Regions from separate parts of the Sus scrofa genome. Here region 1 is linked to region 2. The links are chromatin contacts, called in public Hi-C maps. All regions are on one chromosome and are shown on one strand. The core of a region is the stretch at or near the end of the contact, and the rest is flanking DNA. Distances in the headings are between cores, read along the strand shown.

Region 1 (6,266 bases), core at 3,071-5,570, 1.9 Mb before region 2:
GCAGTGAGCTCAGCATGTAACCATGGGCAAACGATAAAATAGTCATTGTGTATTTTGTGCTGTAATCGTATATAGATATTTTTCATTCTTCTTAACACTTAGAAAGGTCTCTGTTCTTTTTAACTCCCTATATTTTGATTAACTAGAAAGGATTTTAGATAAAGAATGCCATTCTTTCCTTTTCTCTCCAGGCATTGCTGAACTTGATTCTTGTGTACCGGAGAGCTTCTCATCTAAGATCTAGTGATGAGCCCTTTTGTAAACATGACACAATATGTACAGATTTTGAAGAAAACTTACATTGTCTGAAAAAGAAATAGTAGAACTTTATATCTGCTGGACAGTTAACATAACATTTTTGTTTGTTCCCATTAAATATGTTGTAAAAATCCTTATCGAAGCAAATATTTTTGTGTCATATGTGTACAAGAATTTTTATAGTATTTTCCATCATTTTTCTCTGTATGTAACATTGAAGGAGATTTTGTGAATAAAACCCAGCACTGTTGAGTTTTTCATACTCCAGCTGAACCCAGATACCAGCTATTTAATCAGCAGCCAAACCACCAAACCTGTCGTTAATCTTTAGCTGTGTTGGGAGTTCCTGTTGTGGCACAGTGGAAGTGAATACGACTAGGATCCACGAGGTCACCGGTTGGATCCCTGGCCTTGCCTAGTGGGTATGAGCTGTGGTGTGGGTCACAGAATTGGCTTGGATGCCATGTTGCTGTGGCCTAGGCTGACAGCTATAGCTCTGATTCGAACCCTACCCTGGGAACTGCCATATGCCACAGGTACAGCCCTGAGATACAAAGCAAAAAGAAAAAAATATATATTTAGCAGTGTTGATTAAATAGATTTCTTGTAGTTTCCAGTTTTATCGCTATATATAAAGATAAAGATTTAGACAGACATGATTTGAATATACTGAGGCTGTGGCTGTTGTCAATGTGTTGATGTATTACAGTTGTTGCAGAGTCATAAAACTCATTCTATATAACTTTAAACTCCAACACATAGATCTTTCCTCATGCGGCAATAAGATTTGCCTAAGGCTTTTCCCCTTTTCTAATTTGTTTTTAAATTTACTTTTTGGAAACAGTTTTAAAATTAGAATTGTTCGAAGCCCCTGACTCAAATAGACATCATCACCAAACTACCATATCTCCCATATATTTCTCTAAGGTACCATTTATCTTTCTCCCATAAGTGTTTTACTCTCCCCCCACCAAGAAATCATTTCTTTTGCAGAAAATGCCTATAAAGCCTAGCCTCAATATTCCTGTCTGGTCTCTTATCAATTTCCATTGATTAAGGAGGCCAAGAGCCAAGAAGGCACACTTACCCAGCATGGTGACACTGCAGCCGGAGGTTCAGGGGGCTGCTCATCACTCATGGGGAAGCTGCATTAGGTGGCCCGGAGATGCCCAGATCCTCTTCCAGAAACGGGACAACTGCCCCACATCGGGTGCCATAAAATCTCTTACCATCCTGGGCTCTTGGCCTCCTTCATCAGTGAAAATTGAAAAGGCCAGACAAGAAATTTAGGCAAGTCTTTATTAGGGCCCCAAGATACAGTGGATGTTTTAACAAAAATAAACGTACTCTTACCATATGATCTAGCGCTTGTGCTCCGATTTACACAAATAAGCTAAAAACATGTCCATATAAAAACACTCAAATGTTCATAGAATGTTTATTCAGAATTGCCAAAAATTAAAAGTAACTAAGATGTCCTTCAAAGGGTGAAAGAAACAAATCCATATAAATTTATTTATTTAATAATAAATAAACTTTGGTTAAGTACATAGAATGGATTTGTTTCTTTTCACGACTGCACCTGCAGCATCTGGAAGTTCCCAGGCTAGGGGATCAAATCGGAGTTTCAGCTGCAGGCATACCCGACAGCCACAGCCATACCAGATCCTTAACCTACTGAGTGAGGCCAGGAATCAAACCTGCATCCTCAGAGAGACAGTGTTGTGTTCTTAACCCACTGAATGGGAACTCCATAGCACGAAATATGAATAGGTAGTCTAAAGAAACAATCTGTCAAGAAACATAAGAAAGAAATGTAAAAGTATATTGCTTAGTGAATGAAGCCAGTCTGTAAGAGCTACATGGTGGATAATTCCAGCTGTATGGCATTCTGGAGAAGATAAAACTATGGAGACATGAAAAGATCAGTCTTCGTCAGGGGCTCAGCGGAGGGGAAAGTATCAATAGGTGAAGTAGAGGCGCTTTGTGAATGATGAACTATTGGTTATGATGCTGTGACGGTGGATACAGGTAACCATACATTTGTCAAAACCCCCGACCTTTCTGTACAGTAGGAAGAGTGAACTCCAATGTAAATTATGCAGTTTTATTAGCAGTCATGTATTAACACTGGTTCATGAAATGCAGCACAGAAATGCAAGATCTTAATAACAGTCGAAACTGAGCGCGGGAGCAAGGAGGTATAGGGGAACTCCGTGTGATCTACTCAGTTTTCTGTAAACTTAAAACGTCTCTAAAAACAAAGTACATAAATTTTTTAAAATTGGGGGATTTGAAACTGGTGGTCTCATCTTCTTTATACAGATTGAAATTTGGGTTTGTGTTTTTTTTTCTAAGTACGCAGTGGTCTTTTGACATTGGTTGGTTGGTTTTACTTGGAAACTTCATCATGTAGAACCGGACATTTGTAAAATGTTTCGCCAAGGGTGTCTGACAGAAAATCCAGTGATTTGGACTATGCATTCCCTGCCATTCATAAGGAGGTTTTCATTAGAACCCAAAGCACCATAGCAAGTATCACTGTGATATTGGCTACCAAGCCTAATGATAAATGCCAGAAAGACCACAGAGATTCTGCTAAATCCCTGTCCTCAAAGTCACTTACTATATTTACATAACGCAAAAACAGTGTTACCACACTAGGGCTCTTTTAGACTTTTAAAAAACTAAATCTACAAACACGCCACATACTTTTTATTAATAGATCCTGAATGTTTTGGAGTTCAGACATGATCAAGTATTAAACAGGAGAGCTGTAATCTTAGACTGTGCATAGTATATAATATTTTGTAATTTCTCAAGGTCTTTCAAACTGGTTGTGAGAATTGAGTATACTAAACCAGGCCTACTTTCAAAGCCTAAGTGTTAATAACTTCTTGATAATATGTTCCATAAATTCTTTAGTTGAATTTATATACAAACATAGTGTCTGTACCTTCACTACTGTGCATAACATAGTGAATGACAGTGAAGAAATCAAATGTGCTTCTTTTCCACAGGCAGCACATGGAAGTTCCCAAGCTAGGGATGGAACCTGTGTCAGAGCCACAGTGGTAAAAACACTGGAACCCTTAAACTGCTAGGCCATCAGAGAACCCCCTATATGTGGTTTTTTGGAAAAGGCCAGAGTAGTTCTATGACTGGATATCTTGGTGTTTTTGTTTGTTTGTTTTTTGATGGGATTACACTTCACCATCCACTTTTGCCACATTTCAAACATACATACACTCATAGTGTTGCACTGTACAAATGTACCCCCCACCACACACACCACACACACACACCCACACGTGCGCTCGTGTTTATTTACTTTCCGTCTGCTGTTGGATTTCATGCTGAAACCCATGTTCTCATGGCCTGACCCCAAGAGCATTTGCCCTACGAAGCTGTTTGCTGTGTTTGGGATTTGTCTTGGTCTGTTTCAGAGACAGGTTTTTATTTCCACTTGTATGGGGTTGACTCTCTCCTTCCCTTCTAGCTTCTGGGCTTTGTATGTCTGCTCTCCACTGACCTTTTTGGTTGGCAAGGATGGCATCCTGCATAGTTGCTCTCCCAGAGCTTGCCTGGGTTCCTTTTGCCAGTCCCCGAAGTCTCTCCCTCCATCCTTCCCTCCTTCCCCTGTGCGGGGAAGCAAGGTGGTGCGGGGGTTGAAGGAGGAAGAGAAGAGACGGTGGAGGGGAACCCGAGACCTCTCTCACTAGTGCTGCCCTGGCAGCCAGGGTCTCTGTGGAATTCCCACGCCCGGGCGTCACAGAGGGGAGCGATTGTAACTCCCAGGCAACAGCAGCAGCATCGGTCCAGCTACTACCTACTCCCTGCCACCCTCTGTCCATCTGCTGCCGCTGTACCCTGCTGAGCAGTGCCGAACCAGGAGGTAGCTCGGTGACCAAAGCTTGGAGGTCACTCAAGACGCCCCCGCCTCGCCCCAGAATGAACTGGGGCATTTACCCAAAAAGGGTGCTGTGTCACTGCCAGCTGGCCAGCGATTAACAACCATCCTGGGGACATTTGCAACGGGTGTCGGGTGCCACCTGGTGGCCGCTTTTAGATCGTCCCTTCCATCTGGCGCTTGGGTTACCTTCCCCTGGGATGGGCCTCAGCTGCTGTCACCAGGGATGCTGGAGGCAACTGCCCAAGTAGTGCAGAGGTGTGGACACGTCCTTCTCTCCCCGGAGACTGGGCGTGCAGGTCTATGAGGGAGTGACCATTGTTGCACTCCCCCCCAGGCTCTAGCTAGGGCCACCAGGCAAGATGGACCAGCATCTGCTCTTGGCCCTCTGGCCCCAGGACCGACACTGCCGGGGCCAGGCAGCCATGCTAGCAAGGGAGCGGGGGTTCTGTGCCTGGACTGCCTGTGGCTTGGTGGTTTGGCTTCTCCCAGGTCACCCTTCTGATCCTAAGGGCTCCTGGCCCTTCCAGAGTCCCACCCAGGAGACCTTAGAACCTAGGCCTGGTGGCCTCTAAAGCTGAGGCCTGAGGACACACCATCAACCAGAGACATGTGCGTTCCCAGGCCTTTACAACCAGTTTGGTCAGGTACAGAGGGGGTGGTGTGTCACGGGGGGGAAGGGGTGGAAAATGCCTCCACCTGTCTGTTGCCCCACTTCTAGCTGCCTTGAGCCCCAATCACCGAGAAGGCCCCTCAACATCCTGTCTTGGGTCACTTGCCACCGAAGGTCCCTGCCATTTTAGTTTCTCAACACTGAGGGAGACAACCAGGAAATGTCTTCAACATGTGAAAAAAACTAAAATTCAAGATAGAAGTCATCTGGACCATTAAAGTTCCAGACGAACTAAGGGTAAGATACAGTCCTGGCCCTGGAAGGAGGAAGGAGGCGACCTTTGGCAAATCTGACCTACATGTGGCCTGTTTAATCCTTTCCATTCAGTGGTTTAGGAACTTTTCACGTAGGAATCCATTCAGGAAGCTTTCTGTGTCTGGCCCAAAGGCCTCCTAGAGCCCCCAGGCTGGGAGGAAATCAAAGCACGATCACCACACTGGGTGGGGGTCCCAGGTGAGGCCAGGACAGCAAGGAGAAGGGTGGGGATCACGAAAGGCTGCATGGAGGAGGTGACATCTGATTTGGGTCTTCAAGGACAAACCATCATCCGGCCAGGGCTTGGAATTGAGCAGAAATTGAACATGTGATGAATGAATGAATGAATGAATGAATGCGTGTCCCTCTAACTAGGCACAAGAAGGGCAACCTACCAAGGCCGGGGTGTAGAACCACAGGATGCACCTCGGGAACAGGGCGGCAGCTGCTGCTCGGTGCCTGCCTGGCCCCAAGTGTGGGCATCTCTGCCACCACACCCTGTGTCCCAGCTGCTCAGGGAACCCTTGTGTGTCCTCTGACCTGGGATGCTGTGGTCATCCTCAGTAAGGCATGCCTGTGTGGCCTTGATCCCACATGGGCTGGTCTCACATCAAGGGGCTCTGTGAAGGGGAGGCTGACTGCTGCCCAGGGTCGGAAGGGGGAGGGGGAGGATGGCAGGCAGTCCTGCTGTGGAGGGCCGTGTCCGCACCGCTCAGATCATCTCCACAGTCAACCGAACACCGTTTTTAGTGGTATTCTTCACAAAAATAGCAAATGAATCCTAAAATTTGCATGGAACCACAAACCCAAATAGCCAAGCCACCCTGAGAAAAAACAAATCCAGATGGCCCTCCTCTGGTCTCCAGAAATTAGGTCAATCTGTTTAGTCACTTTGCTACCAACCTAAAAGTCAGATCTCATATTGCCACCACATGTGACACAACAAGGACAGCCCTGGGAGGAGACAGCCTGATAGCACCTGTTCCTGCACCCACTCTTGTGGCCTCGTCTCAGACACAGACTCGCCCCAAAGCCTCAGCTGGGGGCATATTCACATCTCCGCTCCATTATCCGTGAGCATTCAGGGCTCTGGATGGTGGTGAGAGTAGGCAGGTCTTTCTTACTGCAGGTTCAGTTTCCTTCTCATAATCCTGGTCTTATATCTCACTG
Region 2 (5,805 bases), core at 2,481-4,980:
AGAGTCAGCTGGAGGTGAGGCTTGAGGTCCTCTCAAGGTTTTCCTGGGCATGCAGACATGGATTCCCAACAATATTCAGTTTACCACAGCTCCTCTTACATGGCCTATTTCCCACCTTTTCCTTTTTGTGTGTTTTGGTCGCCTGTTTGCCCCAATGTGAGCACTATCCCAGGCAGCAGTAATGTTGAACAACACACACTCTGGGGAAAAGACTATTTTCACTGAGTGAGAACAGACTCAGATCAAAGGAAGACAAGCCCTGCAAGTGAGGATTTTCCAGAGAGGTGTCACACAAATTGCATACACACACAACTTCCAGGGAAGGGGGCTTTGAGAGGGTGTCACCAAGCACCCCAGTGGGTCCTGTTTTCATAGCTACTGTGGTTGAGAGGCTATTGAGTTTCAAGATCACCTTGGAGCTGGGGAGAGGGGAAACAGTAATAGGGTAAGTGAAAATACCACATAACTTAACTGTTCTTATGAAAATTCAGCTTTTCTTTTTTCAGTAATCATTCTTTAGAGTGTTACAAGCCTTTTGGTTAATTTCCAGAGTTCTGAAATGTTTTGACCATTTTTGCCAGTATTCTCACTGTTTTTTGGAGGAACATATTTTTTATAAGTACTGTCATTTGGAAATGCTTCTCTCTGTGATCTTTAGATGCTAATGAAGGACTCATTTTAATATCCATAATTAATATCCACATCAAAAATTATCTTTTTGTAAGTTTTAATTACTTAAATTTACAATAAAATATTGAGATGACAACTTTAAACTAGATGAGAAGATACTAGTTTTTTTTAATTCTTTTGGAAGAGTCTTGAGCAATATGCTAAAGATCACTGAGTCAATAATGCCTCTTTAGGACTTCAGGAACTTGTACCATAAGATGTAAATAGAACTTTCATCATTTAATTAACAATGATTGTTAAAAAAACAAACAAAAAAAAATCCCACTGTGGAGCAGCGGAAACAAATCTGACTAGGAACCATGAGGTTGCAGGTTCAATCCCTGGCTTTGCTCAGTGGGTTAAGGACCTGGCGCTGCCATGAGCTGTGGTGTAGGTTGCAGATGCAGCTCAGAGCCTGTGTTTCTGTGGCTGTGGCATAGGCCTGCAGCTGTAGCTTCAATTGGACTCGTAGCCTGGGAACCTCCATGTGCCGCAGGTGCAGCCCTGTAAAGGAAAAACAAACAAAACAAAACAATGATTGTTATATTTTATAATATTTAAAAACAAAAGTCAAGTCCCTGAAATTATTTTAGTTTATATAGTCATACTTGCTCTAAATTCGCATTTATTTACTTGCTGGTTTAGCACTGTCTTTTATACACATTCACAATTACCAAACATTACCTACATTAGTATAAAGATATACATTTGACTCACATGGACTTTGAAACAGCAATTAGGAAAATAGCAATCAGGGGAGAGAATAAATATGTAAAGTCATTATCTGTTGGGTTCTCCACAGTAAGGAAGTGTTAGTGCAATCACCCAACACAATGAGTTCCAATCTGTTTGACCAATGCAGGAAATCAAGACAACCAAGACAATGGCTTTCTATGGGTCAAAGATGGCCAACCACCTCTTAAATACTTGATCAGTTGAAGCTGTTTATATCTGCTATTTATTGTCCTCTTTTGACTCAGTAGAATTCCGTCCAAACTGATTCATGACTTTAGGAAAAAAGTAGGCCTGCTCTAAAACAAACACATGCCAAGGCAGGGCTTGCATAGAACTTTCTAGTATTCTGAATTCCTTCCCATTAAATGAATAAAGCATGGAGATTTGAAAAGGCCTCCTCATGCATTGAGAGGCACAGAAATTATCTTCTGAAATCAATGCCAACATTTCCAATCAAATCTGAGATGCTCAATGAATATAAATCTACGGATCATTACCTTTAAAATCAGTAGACATTTTTAATCGAACCTAAAATGGAAAAGCCACAAAAAGGATTCTATTTGAAATCCCAAAACACAAGGCAGGCCCAAATCTTGACTATTTTGCCAATTAAGGTTACCATCCATAATGAAAGAAAATATTAATCAAAAAGTCAAAAAAACCCTAGACAAATTTAAGGCTATTCTCTCCAAATGGTTATACTGCCATTTTCAAATATATTTTCTTACAAAAGAAAGAGGTATTTTCTCTGTTTGTTTCCTTTTAGAGAGAAATTCTTTGATAAATTTACTATGTCTGAAAACCTTACCCTGGATGTTAACACATTTTTCATTTAGAATGCAGGTGCAAGACATTCTCACTCCTGTCCACTGTGATCAGGGGAGGGCCCTTCATGGACTAAGGGAAAGAGGCTGGAAGAGGCAGATTCTGTAAATTTCTGTAAAGGACCAGGCAAGAAGTATTTTAGGCTTCACGTGCCATAAGGTTCCTGTTTCAACTACTCAACACTGTCACTTTAGCTTGAAGACAGCAAATGGGTGTGGCCGCGTTCCAATACAACCTGACTTAGGAAAATTAAGCTAGACTGTGCCCATGGGTCGCACATTGCCAACCGCCATTCTACAAGAAAGTGGACAGAAGTGCCACTGGTTCCTCAGGAGGACATGACACAAGTGGGTGCACACATGGTTAGCTTGATGTATCCTGTGCCTTAATTCCAGGTCTCCCCTTTGTTCAAGTTGTGGCCTTTTTTCCACCCCAGCAGATAATCAGCTCCCAACTTGAGTGGTAACTGAGAGCAAAGGAGGAAAGTTAAGATGGAGAGTTTCATTCTTCACCAAATCATGTCAAAACCATACAAGCTACAGTCTAACACTGAGCCTAACTGTGGCCAGGTTTCTGCTTTGTGCACGCTTCCCTGACATTAGAAGAACGGAACTTCTGCCACGCTCCAGCCACAGCCCGACCCGCTCTCAATCCTGAGGGTGCTTGCTGACAGGGCGGCTGTCTCAATCCCACCCTCACCAGAAAGCAGCCCACAGCACATACGAGGACAGAAAGGCTGAAGAATTAGCAAAATAATCCTAAAATGCTTCATTTTGAATAGCGTAAAGTCTGAGAAGCTTTGTGGAAAACATGCTTTTAGAGAAACTAGAGGTTCTCAAGATCCACTGGTAAAATAAGGCTTCATAAATCTTGAGATACTAAAACCACAGCAGGCACACCCTCCCACGTGACAACTGCACCTCCTCCAACATGTTACAGTAAGGAGCAAAAAAGCATACTACTGATGTGTAATTACTTCAGTTCTGTAGCTCTGCTAAAAGCTCCTGTTTTGCTTGTGTTTTGTACGCTTCTCTAGGAAACAAGCTTAATTGTGTTCTGCTGCCCCCAGGTGTCCATTTTTATATACACACAATTAGCTGGCAAAGCAGGGTCCTTTGTAAATTTCCAAACCAGGAAGCTATACCTGTGCTATTCAAAGTATCCGTTCATAAACCCCAAACACAAAGCTAATGCAAGTGTTAAAAGTTCAACCTTTAGAGATACTTGAAATATTACTGGGATCTTTCCTACATTGCCGTTGAAAAAAGAACCAGAAATGGCATAAAAAGATATCTATATCTTTGAACTGAAAATAGTATTTTAACACACAGTGGCTCTCCAAGTGTGGTTCAGGGATCCTATTCAAGGTGCCCATGGGGTCAAACCAATTTTTTTTAATGATAATAAAAAATGTTTTTCAGTCTCTCTCTCACATGTTTACAGCAGAGTTTCACATGGCTTGTGACACACTGCAACAGAAGAAATGCACCAAGAAGGTGGGCAAGGTGACTCCGAGGGGTGGAGGCAGCACTGACTTATGGGGAATTATGACCACCTAAGGCTGGAATCCACAGTAGGGTAGGGGTCAGAGAGAAAAAGAAAGTCATGCCAGGGCTGGCTCTCCTGGCAGGCGGACTGAGGAAAGGGGGCCGCACAGACAGGAAGAGGGAAGCACAGAGAGGACAGCTCTGTAGGAGCGAGGGGCAGCAGTCCAAATGCACTTGGAGCAGCTGCCAGGGACTGTGCTGATAATCACAGACACCCACAGAGGTTTCCTGAGGTACTGAACAACGAACTACCGAGCAACCTCAGGGAGATCTGTGGTGCTCCTGAGGGTGGAAACATAAGAAAAGACAATATGAAAGCCAAAAACAGAAGTTCCTGTCGTGGCTCAGTGGCTAATGAATCCAACTGGGAACCATGAGGCTGCAGGTTCAATCCCTGGTCGCGCTCAGTGGGTTAAGGATCCAGCATTGCCGTGAGCTGTGGTATAGGTCACAGATGCGGCTCAGATCCCGTGTTGCTGTGGCTCTGGCGTAGGCCGGCAGCTATAGCTCCAATTAGACCCCTAGCCTGGGAACCTCCACATGCCACAGGTGTGGCCCTAGAAAAAGTCAAAAAAAAAAAAAGACAAAAAAGAAAAAGAAAGAAAAGCAAAAGCAGTAAAATTCTTAAATCACAATTCTTATAACAGTCATTTTCCACTTCTGATAGTAAACCAAATATCTGACCCATTTTAAATTCTGGGATCTTAGCCAATCAAAAAAAGAGAAACTCACAATTATCAATACAGTTTACAGACTGAAAAATTATGAATTCCCATGAATTGCTCTTTCAAACTGAACTGCACACATCTTTTTAACATTATTCTGTTACAAAACCTATACTTTATTCCTTGGTTTCTTCCTCCTACCAGTATGGTGTACTGGCCTCGGTTTCCACCCCTTATCCAACCCATAACAACATCATCATGGCGGGAAGGGAGTTCCCGTCGTGGCACAGTGGAAACAAATCCAACTAGGAACCATGAGGTTGCAGGTTCGATCCCTGGCCTCGGTGGATTAAGGACATGGTGTTGCCATGAGCTGTGGTGTAGGTCACAGATGTGGCTCGGATCCTGTGTTTCTGTGGCTGTAGCATAGGCCAGCAGCTACAGCTCGGACCCCTAGCCTGGGAATCTCCACATGATGCAGCTGCAGCCCTAAAAAGCAAAAAAAAAAAAAAAAAAAAAAGAAAGAAAGAAAGAAAGAAAAAAAATGGCAGGAAGGTCCTGCCTCACACAGTAAAACCAGACCATGGAAGATGACAGCAAGGATGCCGAGTATCCCCAGGATGGGGGTGTGCAGGACGCCCAGCCTGTGAGCAGGCAGCCACCAGACCAGAAGAACCTCACCTCCACTCCTACACCCCTCACACTGGGTGGGCAGGCTCCACAGATGCTAGAAAGCAGAACAACCCCCTCTGACAAAACTGCTGCCAAAAATCTCAGGCCACAGGGTTAAAGGGTAGCTTCTGTCAGAAAATCTCGATTAAAAATAATGCCCTGGCTAGGGCCTCTGAGCACAGCCTGACCCAGGCAGCGCCTTCTTGTTGATCTCCTCAGACTCTACGCTGTGAAATCAGCCAAATGACTCTGCCTCTTTCTACCCCACTCTCCACTGCATCTCAGTTCAATTTCTACAGCTCCCTCCCACCTCAGAGTCTAGTCCTGACTACCATCCTGGCCCTGCCACCTGTCCTCAGCCTCAGCAGTAATCCTGCCAGAAGGCTGCTTGTGGTCAACAGAGCACATCTGAAAATTAGTTCAGAAAAGGAAAAAGTTTGCATTTATTCTAACATTTTATTCACACCATTTCCGATAAAACACATGGCTTTAAAAAAAAGTCTCAATTCTTTCCTTATTGATAGTTACAATATTTAATACAAATTAGTTCTGTCACAGCAAGAGAATAAACTCTAGAGTTTTGTTTTGTATCGTTTTGTCTTTTTAGGGTCGCACCCACAGTATGTGGAAGTTCCTAGCTAGGGACCAACTGGAGCTACAGCTGCCAGCCTAACCATAGTCACAGCAACACC

The links. Hi-C and Micro-C count contacts between places; a contact is called where the count stands out from the background.
Region 1: a Hi-C map of heart right ventricle shows a contact between it and region 2, with 8 times the contacts expected there. The contact joins two enhancer-like sites. A contact is called at or near these places in 10 of 47 Hi-C or Micro-C datasets (alveolar macrophages, blood, embryonic fibroblasts and 7 more).

What each region holds. Positions count from the first base shown.
Region 1 is chr17:14,919,100-14,925,365 of Sscrofa11.1, reverse strand. LOC100513319 (ankyrin repeat domain-containing protein 26-like) reads left to right here. Exons shown (of 17, transcript XM_021077547.1): 17 at 192-515. Among named protein-coding and RNA genes, the nearest start is that of LRRN4, 14 kb to the right of the region's middle. Within about 2 kb of position 4,320, at least 16 of the 83 cell types and tissues checked have an H3K27ac peak or open chromatin away from gene starts, as enhancers often do.
Region 2 is chr17:13,016,681-13,022,485 of Sscrofa11.1, reverse strand. The region is part of intron 10 of PSD3 (PH and SEC7 domain-containing protein 3); the gene reads right to left. Among named protein-coding and RNA genes, the nearest start is that of PSD3, 370 kb to the right of the region's middle. Within about 2 kb of position 3,730, at least 4 of the 83 cell types and tissues checked have an H3K27ac peak or open chromatin away from gene starts, as enhancers often do.